2 separate regions of the Sus scrofa genome follow, and region 1 is linked to region 2. A link is a contact called in public HiChIP or PLAC-seq data. All regions are on one chromosome and are shown on one strand. The core of a region is the stretch at or near the end of the contact, and the rest is flanking DNA. Distances in the headings are between cores, read along the strand shown. Region 1 overlaps ETF1 (eukaryotic peptide chain release factor subunit 1). Region 2 holds the start of REEP2 (receptor expression-enhancing protein 2).

Region 1 (4,391 bases), core at 626-3,125, 54 kb after region 2:
CAGCTTCAGGTTTTCAGGCCCACTTTTGAATCCAACATGGTTAAGTCCTTGGTGCCAGAAGCTCTGTCCCATCCCTTCCCGCCCCTGCCCTTCCCACCCCCCTCCCATAACTTCTATGAGAGGTGCTTGTAAGTCCCATATTTGAAACAGATGCTCCAACCCCACCAGGAGGTCAGGGGCTTATAATTACATGCAGTTATACATGTCTGTTGTTCCTGTGAAAAACCTTGCAGTTCATTTTTAAAAAATCAACACATTCACATAATCTCATGCCATCCAACACAAGGAAAACACGACCACCTCCCTTTTGCCAAGGACAGACCCAAGCAAAATAAAATATTCTTTAAATTTCTTTGCTTCCACTTAAATTGCATGTTTTATTTCTCCCAATCCCAGCAATAGCACAGAAGCCCCATCATATCCATCCCAAACTGTTTTTAGTAGGCAAGACTATGCGAACCCTTGTCAAAGCAATTGATGTTAAGGGCTCCCAAACCCCGGGCGCGAATGCGCCAGCAAAACAGATTGAAAGTAACAGCACTGGCCCAAATGCTTCATGTGTCAGTTTGTCTTTGCAATGCAATCTGCATCCTTGAAAGTGACGGTCTGGAGGGGGAGGGTAGTGTGAGGGAGTGAAGTTGAATCTGTCTCCTATTAGCTCACCCTTTCAACATTAAACAGAGACCGAGAGAGAAATGGTTCCAACATTTCACCACATATATTTCTTCTTATGCAGTCTAAGCTGAGAATGCCATGTAAATGGGTCACTGCGAAATGCAGCAATTTAATTTTTCTCCAATCAAAATAAGAAACAAACCAGTATGATCTCATTTCTATTAACTTTTGAAGGTTTACAGCAGTTAAAGTATTTTTGCTTCTATGTATGAAGGTTAAAAAAATCATTTTTTTTTTTCATAAAATACAAGAGCAACCAATTTCACCATCGAGTAAAAGTAAAAACTGGGATTCTTTTTAAATTAGTCCAAAGTGGCATTTAGGAACTTAGTTGTAGGCTGCTGCGCTGACACCATGACAAACCAAAGTGTAGGGTTGGGTCTGGTTTTGTTTCGGTTTTCTTTTCAATATCCAATGCTCATGGATTAAGTTCCGGAAGTGTTCCAATTGTAAGGCAGGGATCTGTTTGGATTCCACCACGGGTATGCTCCTTGGGTTGGATGCTGGAGGGTGAGGCACGTTTTGCCGGACCCATGTCGACTACCTAGTAGTCATCAAGGTCAAAAAATTCATCATCTCCTCCTTGGTATTCCATTCCCTGGAAATCTACTCGGTACCGCAAGATACCTGGAGGAAAGAAAAAAAAGGAGTAAATACGTGTGGTTCACAGAACCGAGGTGGGGGGAACAGTTCGCTCTAATTTAAAGGGAAGCCCAATCCACTTGCAGAATTATAGAAAGCAAAGAGGTGATGATAAAAACGGTCCCAACCAAGGAACCTGTGGCTACATGCTGCCTCAATGGATGAGCATACCCCACCTGAAGTAATTTTGGGATAGCTAGGAAAGACTGTGGCCTAAGACCTTAATTTTTAGTTTTCTGATTTTGCTACTCACCTCCAATTCCACCAAATCCTTTCACAAATTGGGATCCTTCTTGTGACTTATCTGTGACAATTTCCAACGTAGCTCCAAATTTTTTATAATTGTTAGCAAACCATTCCAGCAGGGGCATGCTCTCAATCAGCTCATGTTCTTGTCCTGTCTGCAGGGGCAGCCAGGAGACACATAAACAGGATTAGGATGTATCAAAACAGGGGCACGTGCTCCCCTGCCTGCCAACATTCTCCTTCCTCTCATTCTATGTATGTGTGTAAAGCTGTAAATGAATTCTCGTTTGTGGTGACGTGATTGCAACAGCACAGAAATTCTGATTACTTCAAACAACATTTTCCCCCAGGCTCTAGCTTCAGTAATGAAATGTTAACACACACTTAGCAGTTTTGCAACTTAGGGTTCCTCCTGCTGTCTCTAGAAGTCAGGCTGTTGCAAAGTGTCTCTAGGCAGCACTCATTCAACAGCCAAGAGATATACCAGCACTGCTTTTTAGAGCAGCCTTATAAAAAGCCAAAGTCCCTCAACTTAGGATATGAAGAAGCTACCAATTACAAGAATGTGTGTTGAGCAGGTGACACTTTGAGCTGTGGTGATACATTTAGGCCAAATCTGCAAAAGCTGCTTCAGCAGAAGAACTGGTAAAGTACATGGAGTGAAGGAGAGGCATTATTTAAATAAATCTTCCTCTCTACCATAAACTATGACCTGGCCTCCTTCCTTGGAATCAGATCCGTACGTGGCAGATAAGAGCTGACCACCTCCCAGTACTCCCACTGCCGACAAGTATGAAGTTTGGTTTCCCAAGGCTGATACTGCTCTATGCCGCCAGGGCTCTAACACATGGATTTATGTCTCCTTGCATCCACTGCCAAACAAAATCAACAATGACATACCTCTTTGTCTGTAAAATGAGATTTATCCTTCTCTTGTTCTGGAGTTAGATAGAGAATTTTCTCCTCTGCAGTATTAGGGGAAAAAAATGTGTTAACCTGGTTCTCATATACTAACAAGTTTAAGTCCTATGAGATGAGTTAGGTTAGATGAAAGGGCTCCTGAACTCATTCTATCAACTTTCTTTTCATAAGCACATTAGTCAGCATGCAGTGACTGAATAATGTCTATCAGGCACACCACTCCTATCACAAAGAAATACTAAAAACATTTAGTATACATATAGCCTTTGTCCTCAAAAAATTTAACAATCTCAAGCAAATGTTTATCAGTCCAATCAGAAAAATCTATGAAGGAATGGGATACAAAATGAAAGAGTGGGAACAAGATCTAGATCTGCCTTTTGATTGCTCCTGAAATTAGCCATCTTTCCCAAATCTCCACCTCAGGCTTCTTGAATATACAGCCCAGTAACAAGCAGTGTTCTTATTTTCTAATTCTCATACCTTCTGTGCCTTGGCAATGAAGAACATATCTCATTATATCCAGGTTTTCATAGACTATTAGAATCTCTACAGCTCCCATTTCTAAAGCCTTTAGTGTATCTTCAACTCCAAAACAGTACTTGCCCGTGTCTTGGCTGATTTCATCGAAGTATCGCCCTGTGGTTAGGGACAGGTCAGTGAGAACACACATTCAAGCTTCTTTTATAGGTATAGACCCTCTTCCTTAAAGTCAGAAAAAATTCAACTTAAAAATAAGTGCCAAAAGTCAGTGCAAAATCATACCACTAGTTGAGCCTTCGGAAATTGAGACAAGAGGTATAGCTGGGCCAAATAGATAATCATTTGGAAATGTGTGTGTGTGTGTCAAATTGGAAACAAAGCCAAACAATGACTCCATTACTCTTTAAGTTGAGCTCTCTATTCATCCCTCTATTACAAAGGATAATTAATATGGAAAATAAGACTGAAGTTTGGTTCCTATTGTCTAAAGGTAAAAACAGAAAAACACATTTATTAGACCTAACAACTAAAAACAATGATTCCACTGAGAAGGATTTTAACAAAAATGCTAAAGCTTCCTTTTACCTTCCCAGTGTCTTATTTCATACGTATAATCATATACAGACATATACATACAAAAACTTTTCAAAGTAAATAAGTTGCATTTCACTGATACCTATTAATTTCTTCTCTTGAATGAACTTCACGTTGGAGAGGACTTCAGTAGATAACTCAATAGCTTGGTTGAATCCGTTTTCACCACCATAGGATATATCAACTAATTTTAAAACTTTTGATTGCAACCTCTGATACAATTGGAAAAAAAGGGTGCATCATTAATACTTCAAAACGTCCTTACCAAGACCCATTACTTCTTAATGGCATGCAAAACTAGCAACACGATCAGTAAAGTCTCAAGAAGAAGAACAGAGGGAAGGAGCCCAATTTATTCATGAGCAGGTCTCAGTGAGCAACACTGCCAGGATAAACTTCCTTAGCCAACCACACTGCACATTCAATTAGACCTATAAAAGCTTAACTCATAAAATACAAACAAGGAAAGGAGGAACTATTGGTTCTTGCCACCTAAGATGGCAGAGTATAAACTTCTTCAGCGAGCCTTCTACTGTAACACCACTATCCACCCCCAAAAGAATACCTTGGGAATGTGTTATGACTGAGCCTATGTCATAAACTAAAAGAACTTTCTGGATTAAACACTTTAGGCTTAATCAACTCTGTTATATTGCTGCAAGTTTCACTGCTTTATTTACCTCCAGGAGTAAGTTAGAAAAAGACAGGAAAAGCCACCTCCTAGTTTCTTTGAAATCATTTTAAACTCATTTTAGGGAGTTCCCGTGGTGGCGCAGTGGTTAATGAATCCGACTAGGAACCATGAGGTTGCGGGTTCGGTCCCTGCCCTT
Region 2 (4,205 bases), core at 675-3,174:
AATTTTGTTGAAGGGCTGATTGGGATTTCCATGTTCTTATTAAAAATCTAACAAATCTGTTTGTAGTGGACTAAATTCTTCCTGTGCCAGCCATTCTAAAAAGCAGGGCCACAGAGTTCCCAGGTGGCTCAACGGGTTAAGGATCCGATGTTGTCACTGCTGTGGCTCTAGTTACGGCTGTGGTGCAGTTTGGATCCCTGGCCTGGGAACTTCCACGTGTCTTGGGCGTGGCCAAAAAAAATTAAAAATTAATAATAAATAAAAATGAAAAGCAGGGCCAGGTTAAGGAGAGGATTGGAGGTGGAGGATGGTTCATTTACATATCATCACTACATTGCTGCATCCAATTATTACACTTTGCTTCCTGGATCTGTGCCCAGTTGGGAAAGGGAAGTGCCAGGTCATTGTGGTGTGAGGGCTTGGGGATGAGGGGATGATGCTGCGTAAGTTAGAGGATAGGAGCAAAGATAGGCTTCCCATTGGTTTTGCTCTGTGGGAACTGTGGGTTCCTCCCTTCCTGGAGCAGTCTGGGGAAATGGCCTTAGGGAATGGCTTGTGCAAAGCTTTGGGCAGTTGTGGCAGGGCTCCTCAAAGCAAGAGGCCTCCTTGCCCACCTGTGAATCATGTGGCCCTAGATCCACCTCAGGGTTGGTAGAAGAAGGCCCAGAGAGGATTTATTCTTGTTTATCAAGCAGCAATTCAAGTGGCCTAAGGGGTGAGGACAGGCTACGTTCCAATTAGAGAAGGCCTTTTGAAGAGGAAGCTGTAAAGAATAGCAAGAAGGGTCACCAGAGGCTGCTCCTCTGGATCCTGTTGGAAAAAAACATCTTCCAAAATGTTTAGAGCCTGGAAATACAATTATCAGGGTGGAAATAGACCATTGTGTGGTTCAAGGATACTGAGTTTGAATAAGGCCATAAGTGAAATAGAGTTCTGAGCGTGTCCTTTCAGCCAGGATGGGCACGGGTTATTCTGTGATCATCAGAGGATTACACCTTGACATAAAGAATGCAGAAGCTTTGAAATGCGGACAGGAAAAAAAAGCAGCGGGGGAAGGGGGGTTACAGAGGTTGCTGGAGCTTTGTTGCTTTGGTGAAAATCAGGAGGCAGGCTAGCCTACATTCTGGATATAAATGTATTCAGAATTAGGCCATCCACTGGCACCGGTTCTTGCTGATGGGGGTGGAACTGGAGCCCCTGGATTCACACCTACCTAGACCCTAGGCCTCTCTCCCAGCCTCTCTTTACTAAGAGGGTGATTCCCTTGTCCCAGGGTATCCACCTCGAGAGCAAAAGGTTTGTTCCCCTACAAAGCTTAGGAACTGACAACCTAAAAGAAATCACACTGGGGACTGTGTCAGGTCTTCCTACAACTGGAGTGACTGGTGATGGCGGGGTGGACAGATGCCCCTATACCTTTGACTTCAGGAATTCCTGGGTGGGTGTCTTGATGGCCTGCGGTGGGGGAGGAGGGTTTGCTAGTCAGCAGCTGGGAGAAGTAGCCTGTTTCGTGGACTTCTGGAGTTCCTACCTTAACAGCATGACTTAGTGGTTTTGTGATCCCCAGCAAATTCTTGAACCTCCCTATGCTTCCCATTGTCTTATCTTCAAAATGAGGATAATTACAACCTCTGCCTTATAGGATAGTCACATAAATAACGCACTTGAAGATCTTAGCACACAGGCCCTGGCACACAGTAAGCACTAAGCCATAGCTGTTATTCCCCGTGGGATGTTTAAGTCCTTTAGCCTGATATGGGTAGGACAGGAGGAGGGTCAGGATGTCAGGATGGAAGTCTGAAGGCCTCCGAACACCTGAACCCTGGGCTTGGAACCCAAGCAAGGTGAACAAGTGATTAGAGGAAGGCAGGGCGCTGAGGGTCAAAGGCGCATGCCCGGCCACAGCAGGTGCAGGGGGGCGCGCCGCCGCCGCCGCGCGGCCGCGGCCTCCCCTTTAAGAGCCGCCGCCGCCGCCCACGGCCCGCCGCTGCGGCAGGGACCTCCCCTTTAACGGCGGCGGCTCGGCGCTCCGCGGCCCCCGCGGCGGCTGCTGCTGCGGGTGCTGCTGCTACTGCGGCTCCTGCTGCCGCCGCCGCTGGGCCTCCGGCAGCTACATCCTTGGCCGGGGCCGGGTCCGCGCCCCGCGCCCCGCGCGGCCCCGCCATGGTGTCCTGGATCATCTCTCGCCTGGTGGTGTGAGTGCGGCTGCGGGGGTGGCGGTGGCGGTGGCGGGGCGCGGCCGTTTGGAGGGGGGATGGGGCGGTAAGGATGGGGGTTGAGGGATATTGAAGCCCGGAGAGGACCTCTCTGTGGCTTCACACAGCAGACTCACCTAAAGGCACATCGTCCCTATTTGGGGTCCTCGAGACATGACGGTGTAGGACCCAGGACCGGAGGGGGAAAATGTTAGAGGAGCATGGCAGGCCTGGCTTCCCACCCCTTTTATTTTTAATTTTCCTGCTCCTTCATCCTCCCTCATCCCGGGAGCTGGGCGGCACGGCTTGATTGACGAGGGGAGATGGTATGTCCGCTTCCCCACGTAGCAGATCTGGGCTGGACGAGCTCCTCAGACCTGGGCTCCCATCTCCCTGGGGGAGAGGGCTACCGGAGGAGCGGGGAGCGAGGCAGGGCGTCCTCATTCCATAGCGTAGGGCCATGGCAGCCCTGGCTCCTCCAAAGGGCCTGGTTTCCCCTCCTTCTTCCACTGACTGTCAGGAGACTGAGTGAGGGCACAGGGAGGCCCCCAGGGCGGCCGGGCTCTGGAAAGCAGAGATGGTTGGAGGACAAAGTGTGGGAGGCACCTGGGAGAGGATGTGTGTGCTCAGCCTGGGGTTGTGAAAGCTGCGGAGGGAGGCTGTTAGGTGGCCTTCATTCCAGGCTGCCAGCTATGTCCCCACCACCTCCCCCAGGCTCCAGGAGGGAACCTTGCTCCCACAACGCAGGCTTTGTCCTTGAGGATTCCGCCCGCCACCCCATCTCCACGGGCCATTTCGGATGTATCCTGCCTCAGTGAGGCAAGTCTGTGTGGGAACAGGCAGTACCCACACATTGTCAAGGGGCTGGGCGGCCAGGGGCTCCACGTGGGCCTCAGGCAACCCCTGCCTCAGCTCATGACCCTGCCCCCCAGCCTCTACCATGAGGGCCTGCCGGCCCAGAATCCCCTCCCTGCTGTCACCTTCTCATTCAGTGCTGTCATGTGCTTGTGTTCTGGCTTCCCTAGACCCACCAGAGTCTCCCTCCTGCCTCTCCCGGATCCCACCCTAGAGGGAAGGCAGGGCCCTCAGACCTCCATGTGGCCTTCGGAGTGGCTGCTTCTCTTCTGTCTGAATGAGTGCCCCAAGGGGCATCAGTCCTCTCCCTCCCTCACTTGGTCCTGTGTGGTCTCTGAGGGAATCACCAGCAGATGCCACTCTAGCCAGGACCTCTAGCCCAGCGCACTCCCCCGAGCCTATTCCCAAAAGTATTTCCATGGGGGAGTAAATCTCTGCCTCTCTCAGGGCCTCCTGCCCCTGTGCCCTCTGCTCCCCGGGTCCCCAGGGAAGCAGGCTACAGTGGCACCTTTGCCCGCCAGGTGGAGCGCCCTGTTAGGTGCTGTCAGCTTCCCTTGCAGCCCTGGCCCTTCTCAGCTTGGCTCTGAGGCAGGGAGGTGGAGGGTAAGGGCAGCTAGGTGTCAGTGGGTGTGGTGCCTGGAGAAGGAAGACACTCCGTGGCAGTGAGCCCACCCCACTCCCTGTGATGTGTGGATCAGGGCTGCAGCGGCCTCAGAGGGCCCTCTGGCCTCTGGGCCTTTCTGTTGGACAAAACCTGAATAACAAAGGGGTATGAGGCATCACGCTGGCACCGGCTGGGGCCTCTGGTTGCGGATCACCTCAGGCTTTACTCTGACCTTAAGCCCTGACCTGAGTTCAGGGATCCAGCTGGTGTGGCACTTGGGAGTGCTGTCCCTCCTCCCCTTCCCTCCCCAGAGACTGATGCAGAGCTGGGAGGGAGAGGCCACTGCCCTTGGCCAAGGGGCCCAGTAACCATGCCTGCCTCCCTAGGCTCATCTTTGGCACCCTGTACCCCGCCTATTCTTCCTACAAGGCCGTGAAGACGAAAAACGTGAAGGAATATGTGAGTGTCTGACCTTTCATCCCGCCCTCGACCCACACGGCGGGAGGGGGAGGACCGTGGGCCACATGACAGATAGGGATGACTGTGCACTG

The links. HiChIP or PLAC-seq counts read pairs in DNA pulled down with a chosen protein or histone mark.
Region 1: a contact with region 2 is called in an H3K27ac HiChIP or PLAC-seq map of alveolar macrophages, with 7 times the contacts expected there. The contact joins the enhancer-like site here to the promoter of REEP2 in region 2. A contact is called at or near these places in 35 of 47 Hi-C or Micro-C datasets (adipocytes, adipose tissue, alveolar macrophages and 17 more) and 2 of 2 datasets of contacts at active chromatin or transcription factors (alveolar macrophages and skeletal muscle).

What each region holds. Positions count from the first base shown.
Region 1 is chr2:140,472,931-140,477,321 of Sscrofa11.1, forward strand. It overlaps ETF1 (eukaryotic peptide chain release factor subunit 1), which reads right to left. Exons shown (of 11, transcript XM_003123975.6): 7 at 3,644-3,773; 8 at 2,968-3,123; 9 at 2,464-2,528; 10 at 1,571-1,718; 11 at 1-1,302. The coding sequence ends at 1,220. The region is part of intron 2 of LOC106509575 (a long non-coding RNA gene); the gene reads left to right. Among named protein-coding and RNA genes, the nearest start is that of ETF1, 29 kb to the right of the region's middle. Within about 2 kb of position 1,876, at least 1 of the 83 cell types and tissues checked has an H3K27ac peak or open chromatin away from gene starts, as enhancers often do. A contact at or near this core is called in alveolar macrophages, where this site is marked.
Region 2 is chr2:140,418,498-140,422,702 of Sscrofa11.1, forward strand. REEP2 (receptor expression-enhancing protein 2) reads left to right here and starts at 1,925. Exons shown (of 8, transcript XM_013995145.2): 1 at 1,925-2,195; 2 at 4,041-4,113. The coding sequence starts at 2,164. It overlaps KDM3B (lysine-specific demethylase 3B), which reads left to right. Exons shown (of 26, transcript XM_003480917.4): 26 at 1-59.